4 separate regions of the Sus scrofa genome follow, and all the other regions are linked to region 2. A link is a contact called in public Hi-C, promoter capture Hi-C and targeted proximity ligation data. All regions are on one chromosome and are shown on one strand. The core of a region is the stretch at or near the end of the contact, and the rest is flanking DNA. Distances in the headings are between cores, read along the strand shown. Region 1 holds the start of S100A13 (protein S100-A13). Region 2 holds the start of RPS27 (40S ribosomal protein S27). Region 3 has its middle 14 kb from the start of S100A6. Region 4 holds the start of ILF2 (interleukin enhancer-binding factor 2).

Region 1 (4,166 bases), core at 1,452-3,951, 310 kb before region 2:
GTCCCCCCTCCTCAACAGACCCTTCCATTTTTCCCCTCCTCTCTCCCAACTCCTTGAACTCAGAGGATCTCACGCACTCAGCCTTTATCTTCCCCAACACATAGCAGCCCTAGTCTCCCTGCTGCCACTGTCCCCACATCGACTGGGTTGGGCCTGGGGGTGGGAGTGGCCAGCAGCAGGGACAAGATCCCCCAGGTGTCCTCTCCTCCTCCTGGGGAGCCCTGTCTCCAGAGAAAACGTCACACTTTCCACTTTCCCTTCCCACCACCACCTCCCAGTGGCAAGGCTGATTCTGCAGAGAAGTACAAGGAACCCAACTCGAGGTAACAGAGAGAAGCCAAAGTGACAAGTTCAGGGGAGAACAGAGTGGCAGGACCAGGAGAGGCCCCCAGGCTGTTGACAGGAAACTCAGGGGCAGTGAGACACTCCTTCCCCGTGAACCTCGGGCTCCCCACTCAGACTGCCATCCTCTCCACCAGGCCGACCGAGGGCACCAGATTGATCCTTGCTCAGGGAGGGCAGCCGAGTCAAGGCTATAGCGGGGAGCCCAGCCCACCATCCCCAACAGCATACCTTGGCTGTGCTAGGCAGGAAAGTCCAGGGTAAAAATAGAGCCAGACGAAGCCAGGCTGGGTCCTGTGACCACCCCGCCTGCCTGCCCTACCCTCCCCAATGTCTGCGCAGGCAGCCAGGAGCCACCACAAAGTCCATGGCAGGCCTCTAGAGCCAGCCCAGCTCCAGCTGCTCTATCTTGCTGCCCTAAGCCCTGACTCCCTCTGACTGGGGTGTGGACTGAAGGGCACAGAGAAGGAGTCTAGACTTAGGTCTGTTTGTGTAACATCTCAGGAAAGATCCATTGTGGTGGGGCTCCAACCTCATAGCTCTTCAAGCTGTAGGACCCTCGCCCTGACCCCAAAACCCCAGGCATGGTCCGAAGCTCACTTCCATGGTGGGACGTGGGTAGGTGAGCTGCACGATGGGCTCGGAACTGGAGACAGCGATGGAGACTCTCATCAATGTGTTCCACGCCCACTCGGGCAAGGAGGGGGACAAGTACAAGCTGAGCAAGAAGGAGCTGAAAGAGCTGCTGCAGACGGAGCTCTCTGGCTTCCTGGACGTGAGCACAGGGTGGGGGTACAGGGTGGAGTGGGCGAAGGGTGGGGGAACAAAGTGGGCACCTCCCTGCCATCTCTCCATCCACCCCAGCTCAGCCCATCCATCTCCTTCCTCTCCCAGGCTACCCGACTCCTCCTGGTTCAAGTCAAAATGCCCAGATTTATTGATGACCTGTTAAGTGCTAGGCCCTATGTAGACGCATCATTAACAAAGCTCACAGTCTAGAAGGGAAAGCCTGACACTTGAAGGTAAATCTTGGGAGTTCCCATTGGGACTCAGCAGGAAAGAACCCACCTAGTAACCTCGAGGACGCAGGTTTCAATCCCTGGCCTCACTCAATGGGTTAAGGAGCCAGCACTGCCGTCAGCTGTGGTGTAGGTCACAGACAACACAGCTCGGATCCTGAGTTGCTGTGGCTGTGACGGAGGCCAGCAGCTGTAGCTATGATTCAACCCCTAGCCTGGGAATTTCCATGTGCCGCAAGTTCGGCCCTAAATTTTAAAAAATAATAATAAAGAAAAAAGAAAAGAAAGTGAATCTTGAATCTCAGGAAGCACCCAGGACCTTAACAGAGATGCCAGAAATGACTACGGGAGAACATTAACCGGACTGAAGTGGGATGGCTTCTCCAAAGAGGGGGCACTTGAGCCAGAGATTTCCACGGGAAGATTAGGGCAAATGCAGACATTTTAGGAGAAGGTACAGTATCTGAACAAGGGCATGGGAGAAAGAAGATGAAGCATGCTCGGTAGTTTTGACTGAAGGATGCAGAAAAGGAGAAGCCAGTCGAAAGTGTACCAGCGCTGAGATTTCATGAGAACGGGATTCAAATTCTGGTGCTGCCACTTTCTTGCTGTGTGACTTTGGGCACGTTATTTAACCACCAACTGTCAATTTCTTTCTTCTCTAGAGTGGGAATAATGAAGCCTAGTTCATGCTATGTGTGTTAGAATTAAATTAGACAATACTTGTAAAGCTCCTGGTGCAGTGCTTGTCACATTGTAGGCACTCAACATATGGGAATTGTTTTTATTACTCTGCCCTGTTAAGGAGCTGATCTGTAGGCAACAGGAAACCACAAGTGTCTTGTTAGTTTAGAGAAGGGCAGAAAGAGTCCCATAATTAGCAGTTCCCATTGTGGCTCAGCAGTAACAAACCCAACTAGTAGCCATGAGGATGTGGGTTCGATCCCTGGCCTCATTCAGTGGGTTAAGGATCCAGAGTTGCAGTGAGCTGTAGGTCACAGACGCGGCTCAGATGTGGCGTTTTCTGCGGCTGTGGCGTAGGCTGGCAGCTGCAGCTCCAGTTCAGTCGATAGCCTGGGAACCTCCATATGCCATGGATGCGGCCCTAAAAAAAAAAAAAAAAAGAAAAGTCTCATAATGAGACATAATTCTCCCTCTTGCTCATCTCTGCCTCCTCCTCTCCAGTCAAGCAAGTCCCATGCCCCTGACTCTGTGATATTCATCTCCCTGTCCACCTACCTCACCATTTCTTCGCTTCACAGGCCCAGAAGGATGCGGATGCTGTGGACAAGGTGATGAAGGAGCTCGACGAGAATGGAGATGGGGAGGTGGACTTCCAGGAGTACGTGGTGCTGGTGGCTGCCCTCACAGTGGCCTGTAACAACTTCTTCTGGGAGAACAGTTGAGCAGATGGTCCCATTGGGCAGCGCCCTTCCCCTCCACCCTGCCATACCTGCCTCTTCACCCTGCTTCCCCTTCATCCCGCTGTTCCCTCCCCACCTTCTCACCCTTGCCTACCCTCCAACAGGGGCGCAAGAGTAGTGGGCCAGGCCTGCAACTCATCTTTCATTAAAGGCTCCTCTCTCACCAGCCACCAGCTGCTGTCTCTGGTCCTTCAGGGTTTGGAAATGGGTGGGGAAGTGAAGGCTGTTCACTCCCAAATTGCTTTATTTGGGGAGGGATCTTATTTTGGAGAAAGATCAAGGAACCATTACATCTTCCTACTTAAGGAATGCTCAAGGCCCAGAAAGGTAGAGGCTCAAGGTTCCAGCTGGAAGTGGCAGAGACATCAGCTTTTCAGCTTTGAAGCCAGAAAAATTGCCCTTCAACTTTCGAAGAATATGTGCTGAAGACCTACCCCGTGCTAGACATTGTGTGGAAACTGGGAATACAGCAGTGAGCAAAACAAACACAACCCTCACTGTCACATAGGTGAAGTCCAGTAAAGGGTGCCAAACCATTAAACATACACGTATAAATGCTAGGAAGGAAAATGAAAGGATCTCATGCGCCTTTAAGAGAGTGGAGGTGGAACTGAGGACATGTTCATTCACTCATTCTTCCAACATCTGAGCCTTTTTTTTTTTTTGGTCTTTTTTTGCTATTTCTTGGGCCGCTCCCACGGCATATGGAGGTTCCCAGGCTAGGGGTTGAATCAGAGGTGCAGCCACCTGGCCTACGCCAGAGCCACAGCAACGCTGGATCCGAGCCGCGTCTGCAACCTACACCACAGCTCACAGCAATGCCGGATCGTTAACCCACTGAGCAAGGCTAGGGATCGAACCCGCAACCTCATGGTTCCTAGTTGGGTTCCTTAACCACTGCGCCACGACGGGAACTCCCATCTGAGCCTTTTATTGTGTGCCCAGGTATAAGGAAAATGCCATATAGGTCTGCATCAAAATCCACATGGAAGCTAGATGGAGGGAGAAGACATTGGAATAGGTTGCGGGGACGCAAAGCTTCCCCCAAATAAGAATTTAACAATCTTCAGGCCAAATTGGGAAGGGAAGTGAAGAGAAAAATATGGACGGGCAGTGGTGCGTGGTGCAGGATCCAGTGAGGTGTGCTCCCTGCACTGGTCCCCAGGTGCGTTTATGGCAACCCACAACTCTAAAAGGGGCGTATGCTGAGGGGGGAGCCAGCGCAAATTACACCGGCCCGGTGGCTCTCGGAAGAAAGACCGAGTCATGTCGCGTAAAGAATTTTAGTCGGTCTGCCTTAGCTTTAGGGGTGGAGGGACCCGCAATGAAATACGAACTTCTTTTCTTAAGAGGACCAAATCCGCCTTGAACGTCCCAAATC
Region 2 (3,970 bases), core at 6-2,505:
AGAGAGTGTTTGGCCTATGTTTTCCTTTAAGAGTTTGATAGTGTCTGGTCTTATATCTAGGTCTTTAGTCCATTTGGAGTTTATTTTTGTGTATGGTGTTAGGGAGTGAGCTAATTTCATTCTTTTCCATGTGGCTGTCCAGTTTCCCCAGCACCACTTACTGAACAAGGTGTCCTTTCTCCATTGCATATCCTTGCCTCCTTTGTCATAGATTAGTTGGCTGTAGGTGTGTGGGTTTAATTCTGGGCTTTCTATCCTGTTCCACTGATCTATATTTCTGACTTTGTGCCAGTACCATATCGTTTTGATGGATTCTTTTTTTTTTTACATTTCTGTAAATTTTTACATTTCTGAGTTGTTAAAAATGGGCAAATTAGGAGTTCCCCTCGTGGCGCAGTGGTTAATAAATCCGACTAGGAACCATGAGGTTGAGGGTTCGGTCCCTAGCCTTGCTCAGTGGGTTAAGGATCCGTCGTTGCCGGGAGCTGTGGTTTAGGTTGCAGACATGGCTCGGACCCCACGTTGCTGTGGTTCTGGTGTAGGCCGGTGGCTACAGCTCCGATTAGACCCCTAGCCTGGTAAACTCCATATACCGTGCGAGCGGCCCAAGAAACAGCAAAAAGACAAAAAAAAAAAAAAAGGTAAATTAAACTTATTGAAAAAAGGCAAAGAAATTTAAGAAGTTCCAGACATGGCTCAGTCTCGCTGTTTCCCTAAAGAGCTCCTATTGTCAAAGCGCAGCACCAAGTTTTAAAATTGTCCATTTAGGAGTTCCCATCGTGGCGCAGTGGTTAACAAATCCGACTGGGAACCATGAGGTTGTGGGTTCGCTCCCTGGCCTCGCTCAGTGGGTTAAGGATCCGGCATTGCCATGAGCTGTGGTGTAGGTTGCAGACGCGGCTCAGATCCCGCGTTGCTGTGGCTCTGGCGTAGGCCAGTGGCTACAGCTCCGATTCGACCCCTAGCCTGGGAACCTCCATATGCCGCGGGAGCGGCCCAAGAAATAGAAAAAAGACAAAAAATAAAATAAATAAATAAAATAAAATAAAATTGTCCATTTACACCTCGAAAGAGGAGGGGACACTGAACTTCTGGGAGCTCCAGCTCACACTCTGAACGTGGCCACTCCTATGTCTCTCATTTAGAGACCTTCCAAAAATGGCAGCCCCCTGCTCTTTCCACCGCGTGCAGACGGTGAGAAAAAGTCCTTCCCAACATGGCGGCCGAAGGCCCATGCGTCACTTCCTGCAGGACGGTGGATATAAGGAGCAGGATTTCCGCCTTCGCTCCTTTCCGGCGGTGACGACGTCCCTTCGAGAACATGCCTGTGAGTCTCTTGGTCCAGGTTTCGGCGGAGATCTCGCTCTTCTGTCCGCACGCTCCCCTCACGCTGATTTCGGATCGCAGAGGGCACTCATTTGCCCTTCGCGCTTCCCAGGACATTAACTACGGGGACCGCGGAGGCCCGCGGGGTCCCCTGCATAGACGGGAGCGGAGAGGAGATAAGATGGCGGCCCAGCTGCGCAGACACCAGGGGCGGCGAGGGGCGAGCTCTCCCCGGTGTGTGGCAGCGGAGGCTGTTTTCATCATTCCGTGTTCGCCGTTGGTTTCTAAATCTCTGCATTTCTACTTCTCGTAGCTCGCAAAGGATCTCCTTCATCCCTCTCCAGAAGAGGAGAAGAGGAAACACAAGAAGAAGCGCCTGGTGCAGAGCCCCAATTCCTATTTCATGGATGTGAAATGCCCAGGTGAGGAGATAGCTTGTAGGAGTGGGGGAAGCGTTGGAGCCCAAGAATTGCAAAAAGGTCCCATTTCTTGAAAGTTGAAGGTGTGAGATGAGTAAGAATTTTGCAGTGTAGAAGTGACCCAGAGTAGTTTCTTTTCAAAACTTCATCTGCAAAGTAGGAGACACTGGGATGATAGGTTGGGTTTCTGCTGTGGTCATTTTTGTACTTGTACCTGGATGCAAGGTACAGTTACTGAGCGTCCTTCCCGTTCAAGTAGAGGATTCTCTGTTTTTTGACTTTTCAATAATCTTTGATTTCACTCCTTTCCTCTTCAGGCTGTGGGATGATGGTAATGTTTATATTATATGTTAGTGACAAAAAAAACATCGATGGGGGCAGGTAGTCCAGGAAGCTTCCGAGTTGGCTTTAATGTATATGTGGAGCTAGGTAATCAAGTTTAGAATGGGAAAGTGAATTTCGGCAATTACATAACGTTCTGATCTTACAGTTGATACAGGACAGCGTACGTTTAGGTGAAGAAAAGATGGAGAAAGTAAAATAACTAATTTGGTTTTTTCCCCAGGATGCTATAAAATCACCACCGTCTTTAGCCATGCACAAACAGTAGTTTTGTGTGTTGGCTGCTCTACTGTCCTCTGCCAGCCTACAGGAGGAAAAGCAAGGCTTACAGAAGGTAAATGGTTTAATCAGTGTTAGGATTTTGAGGTTTGAATTTTAAGAGAGATCATGTATAATGTCTCATCAAGAGGGTTGGGTTTGATAGTCTTTTTTTTTTTTTTTTTTCCTTCCAGAAGCATTATTAGAAAGCTCTAAATCTCAGAACGCTACTGTCTCAAGCTGGGGTGGATGGGTGATAAAAGGGGCTTCATACAAGCAGAGCTGATAATAGGGTCTTTCAGTGACTACGTAGGAACTGAAGGAGTTGAGAAAAATAACATGTAGCTTTCCTGTTGGTATCATAGATCACTTTGTGGGGCTTCAGCAGGGTAAGGAGGCTGCTGTCAGTTATTCTTAACGACCTTTTTTCTTCCAGGATGCTCCTTCAGACGGAAGCAGCACTAAAAGCACCCTGAGTCAAGATGAATGGGAAATGATCCCAATAAACACGTTTTGGATACATCCTGTTTATTGTCTTGTTTTACTGCTAGGAAGTTCCTACCTCACGTATTCAGGGGCATCCAGAAGAGTGGAGTCTAGAGTCATTTGGGGCAAGTAAGTGGCCAAGTCCGTTTGGGGTATTTCTATCCCTAGGCTCATTGGGTAAATCTGCAGTTTGATTAAAAACTGGGATAGTATGTAAATAGGGTATTTGCTTTCACTTTTATGTTTGTTTAGAATTAAAAATTGACAGTTGATCTTTAAAACCCAATCGCAGTGGGGAGGACCCATCGTGGCACATCGGAAATGAATCCGACTAGGGACAATGAGGATGCGGGTTCCATCCCTTGCCTCACTTGGTGGGTTAAGGATCCAGCATTGCCGTGACCTGTGGTGTAGTTCGAAAATGTGGCTCGGATCTGATGTGGCTGTGGTGTAGGCCGGCAGCTGTAGCTCTGATTAGACCTCTAGCCTGGGAACGTCCATATGCTTCAGGTGCAGCTCTTAAAAAAAAAAAAAAGTAAAATGTAATCCACACACCATTTTAATAGCAAACAGCTTAGGATCTTTTATTCACAGTTCTCAGAAGCCTTGTTAGGAGGCTTATGAGTATAGAGATTGCTGCTTGGCTTCTGGTCTAGGGCTAGAAATCTCCAGTCCTCAACACTTAAAGGAGACTTGTCCGAGCAGAGGTTAGTGCCTTATACTCCAAAGCCAATGTTGTAGCCTCTGGGATGGTGGGGGTTGTGGACTCACGAAGGGAGGGGGAGAACGTGTGTATGTGTAAGAACCTAGAAGTGAAGGAGGAAGAAAAATTGATGAAGGGTGAATAAAGTGAAAGAGGGTGATATCTGAGCTTTTCAAAAATAAAAATAATAGTAATTTTTTTACCTGACTGTGATGTTCCTAGAGTTGGTACGTAAACAACTGGAACTGTCTGTATCTTCTTGAGGAGGGCATTGTATGCTGGGGAAAGAACATGGGAGATGTCACCAATGAAACATTTTCTTTGGGGGAAGGTTTAAAGGGGCAGGTCACCACTTGGCTATAAAAAAGCAGTGAGTCTTCAAATTATTTCAAAGTAATGTATCTATAGGAAAATTTTATTCAATGATTTTTAGAGG
Region 3 (3,910 bases), core at 771-3,270, 410 kb before region 2:
TGATGGGAACTCCAACCATTATCCCTATTTTAGAGATGAGCCAGCTGTAGAGATAATTCATAGCTTTCCCAAAAACACACAGCCACGAAATGAGAGCCAGCGTCCAAGTCCAAGTCTACTCTGGGGACCCCGAGCTGGGACCCCTGGCTGCCCTCCTGCCACCTCATGGCCCATCGCGGCCAGCCCCCTGGCCATGCCTTTACTCATCCCACAAACCCTGGAGGTGGTGCTGTGTAGAGAGCTCTCTGAAACGGAGCTGGGAGGCCATCAGGGAAGTGAGCCATTTGCTCGCCTCAGCCCAGATGGAGTCTGACCTTTTGACCACTCATGGTCTTAACAAAGACATCTAGAACATCGGCCCAGCGTTCCAGAAACTCAAGATACTTATCAGACCCTTACCCTAAAATAACTCGTGACAGCCTATCCATAAGGAAAAATATTTCCTTCCTTGGGTCAGAGGATAGCCTGTGGTTTTTGTCTTTGTGGCCTCTGACTGTCTCTTCCCCAGAACATTCTTTTGGTTTGACCCAAAGCTATGTCTCCCAAATTGCAATTCTTTTTTTTTTTTTTTTGTCTTTTGTCTTTTTAGGGCCGCACCCTTGGCATATGGAGGTTCCCAGACTAGGGGTCTAATCGGAGCTGTAGCCACCGGCCTATGCCACAGCCACAGCAACACCAGATTCGAGCCACATCTGCAACCTACACCACAGCTCACGGCAATGCCAGATCCTTAATCAACTGAGCAAGGCCAGGGATTGAACCTGCATCCTCATGGATTCTAGTCGGGCTCGTTAACCACTGAGCCATGATGGGAACTCCACAAATTGCAATTCCTAAGAGCCCAAACAAAATTCTTTGTTCTCTGCAGCCTCTATGCTGACTGTTGTCCAACAACCCCCGACATAATAGGATGCTTAAAAAGAACTTTTTCAAGGAGTTCCCGTCGTGGCTCAGAGGTTAACGAATCTGACTAGGAACTATGAGGTTGCAGGTTCGATCCGTGGCCTTGCTCAGTGGGTTAAGGATCTGGCGTTGCCGTGAGCTGTGTTGTAGGTTGCAGACGCGGCTCAGATCCCCTGTTGCTGTGACTGTGGTGCAGGCTGAAGCTACAGCTCTGATTGGACCCCTAGCCTGGGAACCTCCATATGCCCTAGGAGCGGCCCTAGAAAAGGCAAAAAGACCAAAAAAAAAAGGAACTTTTTCAATTGTCTCCCTTTTTGCTGTGGCCCCAAAGCAGAGGACAAGGGCTTAAGTCTCTACACCTACTGAAGAGAGGCTCTTGACCAGCTATGGAGAACTTTTTGGGAAGGAGGTGGACCAAAAACACAGTGTCCCTACCTATCCCTGGGAGTGAGGCAGGGTGTTGGCAGGGCTGCTGTTTGATCCCCACATCATCCCCATGGAGGGGAGGGCAAGGCACTTCCCCTTCACCTTAACCCCAGTGAGAACCACGCAGGGCTTGGGCTGCATCCTGTGGACACCCAAACTCTCCTGGCAAGAAGCTGGCTGCCCCAGCAGCAGGAGCAGAGAGACCTGGGCACTTGTCCAGTGTTGTGCACAGTCTCCTTTCTACCAGCAGAGGGCGTCCTTATAAGGGCACCAATCCCTTCCTGAGGTTTCCACCCCCATGACCTCGTCCAAACCCAATTACCTCTCCCAAAGGCCCCAACTTCTAAATACTAGTACATTGGGGATCAACATATGAATTTGGGGGGAACAATGATTCAGTCCATGGCGGAAGTCAATATAGGATTTAAAGCTGCAGAACCAGCTTTGTTTGCCAGAAAGACAAATGTAACAGCAATGTGAAAGACAAACTGGGTTTAACTCATTTTTCCTTATGGTAGGGCTGCCACCAGCAGGGCTGTGTGGCTCAGCCCTAAAGAGGAGAAGATGGGGTCTGATGTATGGTCCAGCCAGCTCTCATCCAAGCCTCTGGTCACGAGGTTCTTCCAGGCAATGCTTCGGCAATCCCACCACCCCAGACCTTTTAGGCGTCTCCGGTAGGCAGGGACTCGAGTGGGGACTGAATGGTCAGCAGGGGGCACCAAAGGACCAGTGATTGGACAGTCACAAGGCTGCTCAGCCCTCTCCTGCCACGTGGTGAAAAGGAAAGCCGGCCAGGTTCCAGACCCTGGCACAGCCTGATCCCATGGGCTCCATCCTGGCCTCAGATAAGAGGTCCAAAGAGAAAGGGGGTACGGTTTTTCCTCCAAATTCAGGGAAATACGCACACGTGCGCGCACACATACCACACAACACACACACACACACACACACACACACACACACACACACACACACACGTTTTTTTAAAGGCTCTTCCTAGATGAAAGAGGTTTTTACTTACCAAACTCAGTAATTTTCCTGATCACGTTTTGGATCATAATTTTGTGTGTTCCTAAAGTAACACTGTGGCTCTGAGCTGCGAGCAAGGACATTTCTCAGAACACAAAATATCAAGCCAGAGCTGGATGTGAGGTCCCAGAACTGATTCTGATCTGGTAATAATTTCCACTCTTGAGAGTAACTCACAAGCTAGGACTGCATTTGTGAATATATTTACCACCGGTAATCTGTAACTGGGAAAAGGAATGGACGGAAACCATCTTTATGTCCAAAGTTAAGGGACAATAGCAAATGCTAAACATCAGCAGGAGGGAACTATACATCTTCTTAAAATAGAAACTACGCACTTGTAGGAAGATTTGGTCAGAAAACAGAAAGGTTTGGGGGTTTTTTGTGAGGGAGGGGGACGCATTAAAAAGAGCTTTGAGGTGCAGTGGAAGCGAATCCGACTAGGAACCATGAGGTTGTGGATTCAATCCCTGGCATCGCTCAGTGGGTTAAGGATCCAGCATTGCCTTGAGCTGTGATATAGTTCACAGACGAGGCTCAGATCCCCCGTTGCTCTGTCTGTGGCGTAGGCTGGCAGCAATAGTTCCAATTCAACCCCTAGCCTGGGAACCTCCATATGCCACAGGTGCAGCCCTAAAAAAAAAAAAGAGTTTTGACTCATTCCTTGAAGCAAAGCTTGTCTTCCCTCCCCTGAGAGAGTAAGAGCTGGCACAGGACCTTCCTGCTTGGTTGAGAATTTGATTGTTTGCTCTCTGGTTTAAAGAATAAGTGATTACAGGGGTTCCCTCATGGCTCAGTGGTTAACGAATCCAACTAGGAACCATGAGTTTGCAGGTTGGATCCCTGGCCTTGCTCAGTGGGTTAAGGATCCAGCATTGCCGTGAGCTGTGGTGTGGGTCACAGAGGCAGCTCGGATCCCATGTGTTGCTGTGGCTGTGGCTTAGGCTGGCAGCTATAGCTCCAATTAGACCCCTAGCCTGGGAACCTCCATATGCCGCAGGTGCAGCCCTAGAAAAAAGAGAAAAAGACAAAAAAAAAGAAGAAGTGATTACAATGCCTGTATTTCAGTATTTTGGTATATTGCCTAATTTTTAGGTACCAAAATATTAATATTATTTTTGTCCTTTTTAGGGCTGCACCCGAGGCATATGGAGGTTCCCAGGCTAGGGGTCAAATCAGAGCTACAGCCACCAGCCTACACCACAGGCACAGCCACACAGGATCGGAGCCAAGTCTGAGTCCTATGCCACAGCTCACAGCAATGCTGGATCCTTAACCCACTGAGAAAGACCAGGGATTGAACCCACAACCTCATGGTTCCTAGTTGGATTTGCTTCCACTGTGCCACAACGGGAACTCCCGGTATTTTTTTTTAATCTGAAATATTAACCGCTTATATGTTGAGATGTACCTAAGAATTTTAGGTTATATTAAAATTTCAAATCAAAGGTTAACTGTGTTAGGAAGCATTCTTCTATACCTCCATAATCTGCAAAAAGTGACAGAAAATGGCAATCAACAAAGTAAAGAGGAGTTCCTGTTGTGGCTCAGC
Region 4 (3,801 bases), core at 548-3,047, 280 kb before region 2:
AAACCCTCTGGGGAGGGCAGGCTCTGATAAGTGTAACGGCACCAGTAGTTATTTACTTCTCTACTTCATTCGTGAAATCTCAGGAGGAAAACTAACAGAATATACCTGCTCAGCTGAATTAGGAGCCAGGTCCTGATTCCTCTTCAGTAAGGCCTCACTGAAGGAAGTTTCATCAGGTGCTGGCTTGACCCGAGGAAAGGCCATTTCACACTAAACCAGAAATAAACAATTTTATACTACCCACCAAAAATAACATAAAATAAAGATTGTTTTTTCCTGTTGCCACAAAACAAAAAAAAGTTGAAAAGAGAAAATTCTAAAACACTTATTTTTAACTCCATAAAATATTTAAACAAGCATAGAAACTAGAAGAGCCATAATTTAAGCTCTCACTACCGTTACATTAACAGATAAACCAAAGATACAATTAACTGTTCAAAACAAAGATTCTAATCCTGTTACTACCAACTGTAGTCAAGGAACTATGTTCCCCACCCAGTTTACACTGCTTTTGTATGTAAAGCAATACAGGCTGACTCAAAACCCAATCCCACTCACTAACCCCCTTTCCTACTCCAACCACCATTTGACTTTATTAACAGGGAGACCCTAGGCTCCAGGAAACAAGTGAACTGCGGTCAAGGTACTCACCAAATAGAAATCAAATGGGATATGTGGCACAAACGGCCTGAACCTAAAAAATGAAAAACAAGTCAAATTATTCACCACAGAAATCAAGTGGTTTTAGCATAAAGGGGCCAGAACTCTCATTTAGGAGAGCACGGAAAGAATGCTTCTAAACCACAGCTGGAGCTCACAAAAGCAGGTAAGATTAGTCCGCTCCAAACACCCCATTTAGGTGACTGAAATGGAAACTAAGTGTGCAGAGATGCTAAAAACTGGCACTCACCCTCCTCCTGGGCCTCCTCTGGAACCAAAGCGCCCGCCACGACCACGGCCTCTGTCCCCCCTAGAAATGCATAAATACATTTTTAACTTGGTTCTCACCGCGTTGAAACGACCTCCACCATACCGGCCATATGATTTCAAGTTCGCTTACCGCCATCTCCGTGAACTTCCGTTTGGAAGCTAAGAGATCCCATTCCCACTGACAACACTTGCTCTCCATCCGTCCCAAGCGCCCAGCCTCAACCCCCAAGACCGCCTCCTTCTGGGTAATTTAATCACATCAAATACTGACGAGGTTCAGTGAGCCCTACAAGAAATGCCCCATAATTCCCGGGGCGCGCCAGCCCTAATACTTCAGAGACTAACGAGATTGCTCATTTATTCGTAACTAGTAAAAGCATCTAACGGCAACCCTATACGTCAAGCACTTAGCCTGGAGTATGAACGAGGCACGTTCAAGCCTTCTCAGTCTAGATGGTGGTCGGGGTGGGGAGGTGGTCCTCCTGGGAGGTGAGGACAGCCCCTCATCTAACCGCCCCCGCTCCCGCTTCCCCTTGCCTGGGCCCCACCCCCATCCCTGGCCCACGTTTCCCCGCCTCCGCGGCCCCCGACTTCCCCCACGCTCCCAAGCGGGAGTTCTCAGATTTCCGTGCAGCCCCCAGATACACGGCCCTTCAAGACCTCCGAGTCCTTTCAGCCCGCGTACCCAAAGTTTTTGGTCGAATACTCGAAACCCTTCCAGAGCACCCCACGACCCTTACCTCATGGCGTCCCAAAGTCCGAACAATGGAGGCCACACCAACCGCCCCTTTCCTCCGAGAAGCCCTCAACTGGAGAGGCGGCTTGCCGGCGTATGCCAACAAACCCCGGCGTGATTGGCTCCCGCCGTTCTGCACCACTTATGCCTATTGGTTCACTTCAGCAAACCGGGTTTATGAACCAATAAAAAGCCCCTACTATGTCAGGGACCAGCCAATAAGAAAGGACTTGACAGGAAAGACTTTTTTTTACGGACACCAGGGGGCATGGTGTAGAGCAATCAGGTTGGCTAACACTCAGAGAACTTTCTATACGATTTTTGAAAAATATCTTGCCGAGCTAGCAGAGTGGCGCAGCGGAAGCGTGCTGGGCCCATAACCCAGAGGTCGATGGATCGAAACCATCCTCTGCTAGGAGAGCTTTTCTTTCTTTTCCCCCCTCCTTCCCACTCCAGGACAGAAACTCTTGTTTTTCTAGTAGATGTAAATACCGCACTCCTATGTTTTCCTCCTTAGAAGCTAATTTTTGCCAAAAGCAGGCAAATGGCGCAAGCAGGCGAAATGGAATAGGAAGGGACTTAGGCAACTATGACTACACGTCTGGATGTAGTTCACAGAGACTAGAAACTTGAGGCAGGAGAAGCGGATTTGAATATAATAATTGAATCGGAGAGGAGAAATACTGATGTGGAGGGGCTAGAAGGCAAACTGAGACAGCCTCAGGAAAGAGAGTTCAGATGAAGAGAACAACGGAAATGACTGGAGAAAAAGACCAGACCCATCCCTCTTGCCCAGTATCCCCTCATTTCTCCTTTCCTCACTCGGCAACCTCCCTGGTGGATTTTACTCTTAAACGAAGCTTCACAGCCACATATAAGGATAAACTGCTGTTGCATTTAAATCAATCATATTACAAGTTGCTCTTTGTCCTGTTTCTCCCTCTTCTTGCCTTCTTTTTCACTGACTAATATTTATTATTCCTTCCCTGCCTCTGTCAATAGAAAGTTACGCACTTTTTCTGCTCCCTCAGTGGTTACCCTAAAAATTTCGTGCCTCCTTGAAAGGGCAGAGTCTAATTTTACCCTCCTCGTGAAAAATGCAGGAGTAATTTAATTCAATTTACCACACTGACTCTAGAATTATATATACTATTGTGTAACTTTTAAGTATTACATTGACGTATTATTTACTACAGCAAAATGCACAGATCTTAAATCTACAGCTCCAATATTTTTGAATAATGTATTCTGCCCTTGTAATCACCGCATAGATTAACATAAAGAATATTTTTAGCACCTGACAAATTTGGCTTATACGCCTTTGCTCTCCCCCTGGAGGCAAACACTATTCCAATTTCTCTTATTGTAGATTGGTTTCGTCTGCTCTTCACATAAATGGACTCACAGCCTATGTGTTCTTTTTCCTCTGGCTTCTTTTGCTTGGCACATTTCAAAATTTTTCCATGTTTCTGCATTTATCAGCAATTTGTTCCTTTTTACTTGTTTATTTATTTTAGCCCCACAGGGCATGCGGAAGTTCCCAGGCCAGGGATTAAACCCAAGCCGCAGCAGTGACGAGACTGACAGGAGTGTCAATGTGGGATCCTTAACCACTCCTCCTTTTTATTTATGAGTAGCATTCCATTGCATAAATATTCCACTGTTTGTTTATCCATTCTTCTGTTGATGAGTTCAGACCTCCAACAGGCTGAGCCACCGGCAAACACATCTGGGTCGTTTCCAGTTTGGAGACATTATGAATAAAGCCGCTATGATCATTTTTGTACAAGATTCTTGCAGTAGATGCAATTGTTCCTCTTCATTGCAGAGGGGTAAGTGTAGCTGTATATGTTTACAAAATTTAAATTGCATATATATTCAGTCCCACTAGATATTAATACTTGGGCTTCCGGTTGTGGCTCAGTGGAAATAAATCCAACCAGTAAACATGAGAATGTGGGTTTTGGACCCCTGGCTCCGCTCAGTCAGTTAGCTCCTGTGTTTCTGAGAGCTGTGGTGTGGGTTGCAGACATGACTCAGATCCCACGTGGCTGTGGCGCAAGCTGGCAGCTGTAGCTCCGACTTGACCCTTAGCCTTACTTATTAATTAAACTAACGGTCATTGAGGTGTGCCA

Evidence for each region. Promoter capture Hi-C pulls out the DNA fragments that hold promoters and counts their contacts. A called contact is a pair of places that touch in the nucleus more often than the background predicts.
Region 1: a contact with region 2 is called in a targeted proximity ligation map of alveolar macrophages. A contact is called at or near these places in 1 of 5 promoter capture datasets (fetal skeletal muscle) and 1 of 2 datasets of targeted methods (alveolar macrophages).
Region 3: a contact with region 2 is called in a Hi-C map of subcutaneous adipose tissue, with 2.3 times the contacts expected there. A contact is called at or near these places in 10 of 47 Hi-C or Micro-C datasets (embryonic fibroblasts, epiblast stem cells, fetal skeletal muscle and 6 more) and 1 of 2 datasets of targeted methods (skeletal muscle).
Region 4: a contact with region 2 is called in a promoter capture Hi-C map of fetal skeletal muscle, with 6 times the contacts expected there. A contact is called at or near these places in 3 of 5 promoter capture datasets (fetal liver, fetal skeletal muscle and liver), 22 of 47 Hi-C or Micro-C datasets (adipose tissue, alveolar macrophages, brain and 13 more) and 2 of 2 datasets of targeted methods (alveolar macrophages and skeletal muscle).

Annotation. Positions count from the first base shown.
Region 1 is chr4:96,005,815-96,009,980 of Sscrofa11.1, reverse strand. S100A13 (protein S100-A13) reads right to left here and starts at 2,701. Exons shown (of 4, transcript XM_021089809.1): 1 at 2,601-2,701. The coding sequence starts at 2,608. S100A1 (protein S100-A1) reads left to right here. Exons shown (of 4, transcript XM_021089808.1): 3 at 965-1,117; 4 at 2,624-2,955. The coding sequence starts at 977. The coding sequence ends at 2,767. It also overlaps a transcript of CHTOP not described here.
Region 2 is chr4:95,696,766-95,700,735 of Sscrofa11.1, reverse strand. It overlaps RPS27 (40S ribosomal protein S27), which reads left to right and starts at 1,255. Exons shown (of 4, transcript XM_003125735.3): 1 at 1,255-1,327; 2 at 1,640-1,748; 3 at 2,311-2,421; 4 at 2,782-2,867. The coding sequence starts at 1,322. The coding sequence ends at 2,810. It overlaps NUP210L (nuclear pore membrane glycoprotein 210-like), which reads right to left. Exons shown (of 40, transcript XM_021089795.1): 39 at 3,738-3,812; 40 at 3,540-3,637. The coding sequence ends at 3,540.
Region 3 is chr4:96,109,986-96,113,895 of Sscrofa11.1, reverse strand. No RefSeq gene overlaps it. Among named protein-coding and RNA genes, the nearest start is that of S100A6, 14 kb to the right of the region's middle.
Region 4 is chr4:95,978,858-95,982,658 of Sscrofa11.1, reverse strand. ILF2 (interleukin enhancer-binding factor 2) reads right to left here and starts at 1,797. Exons shown (of 14, transcript XM_005663409.3): 1 at 1,671-1,797; 2 at 911-970; 3 at 652-694; 4 at 106-210. The coding sequence starts at 1,675. It overlaps TRNAM-CAU (a tRNA gene), which reads left to right and starts at 2,010; the gene lies at 2,010-2,081.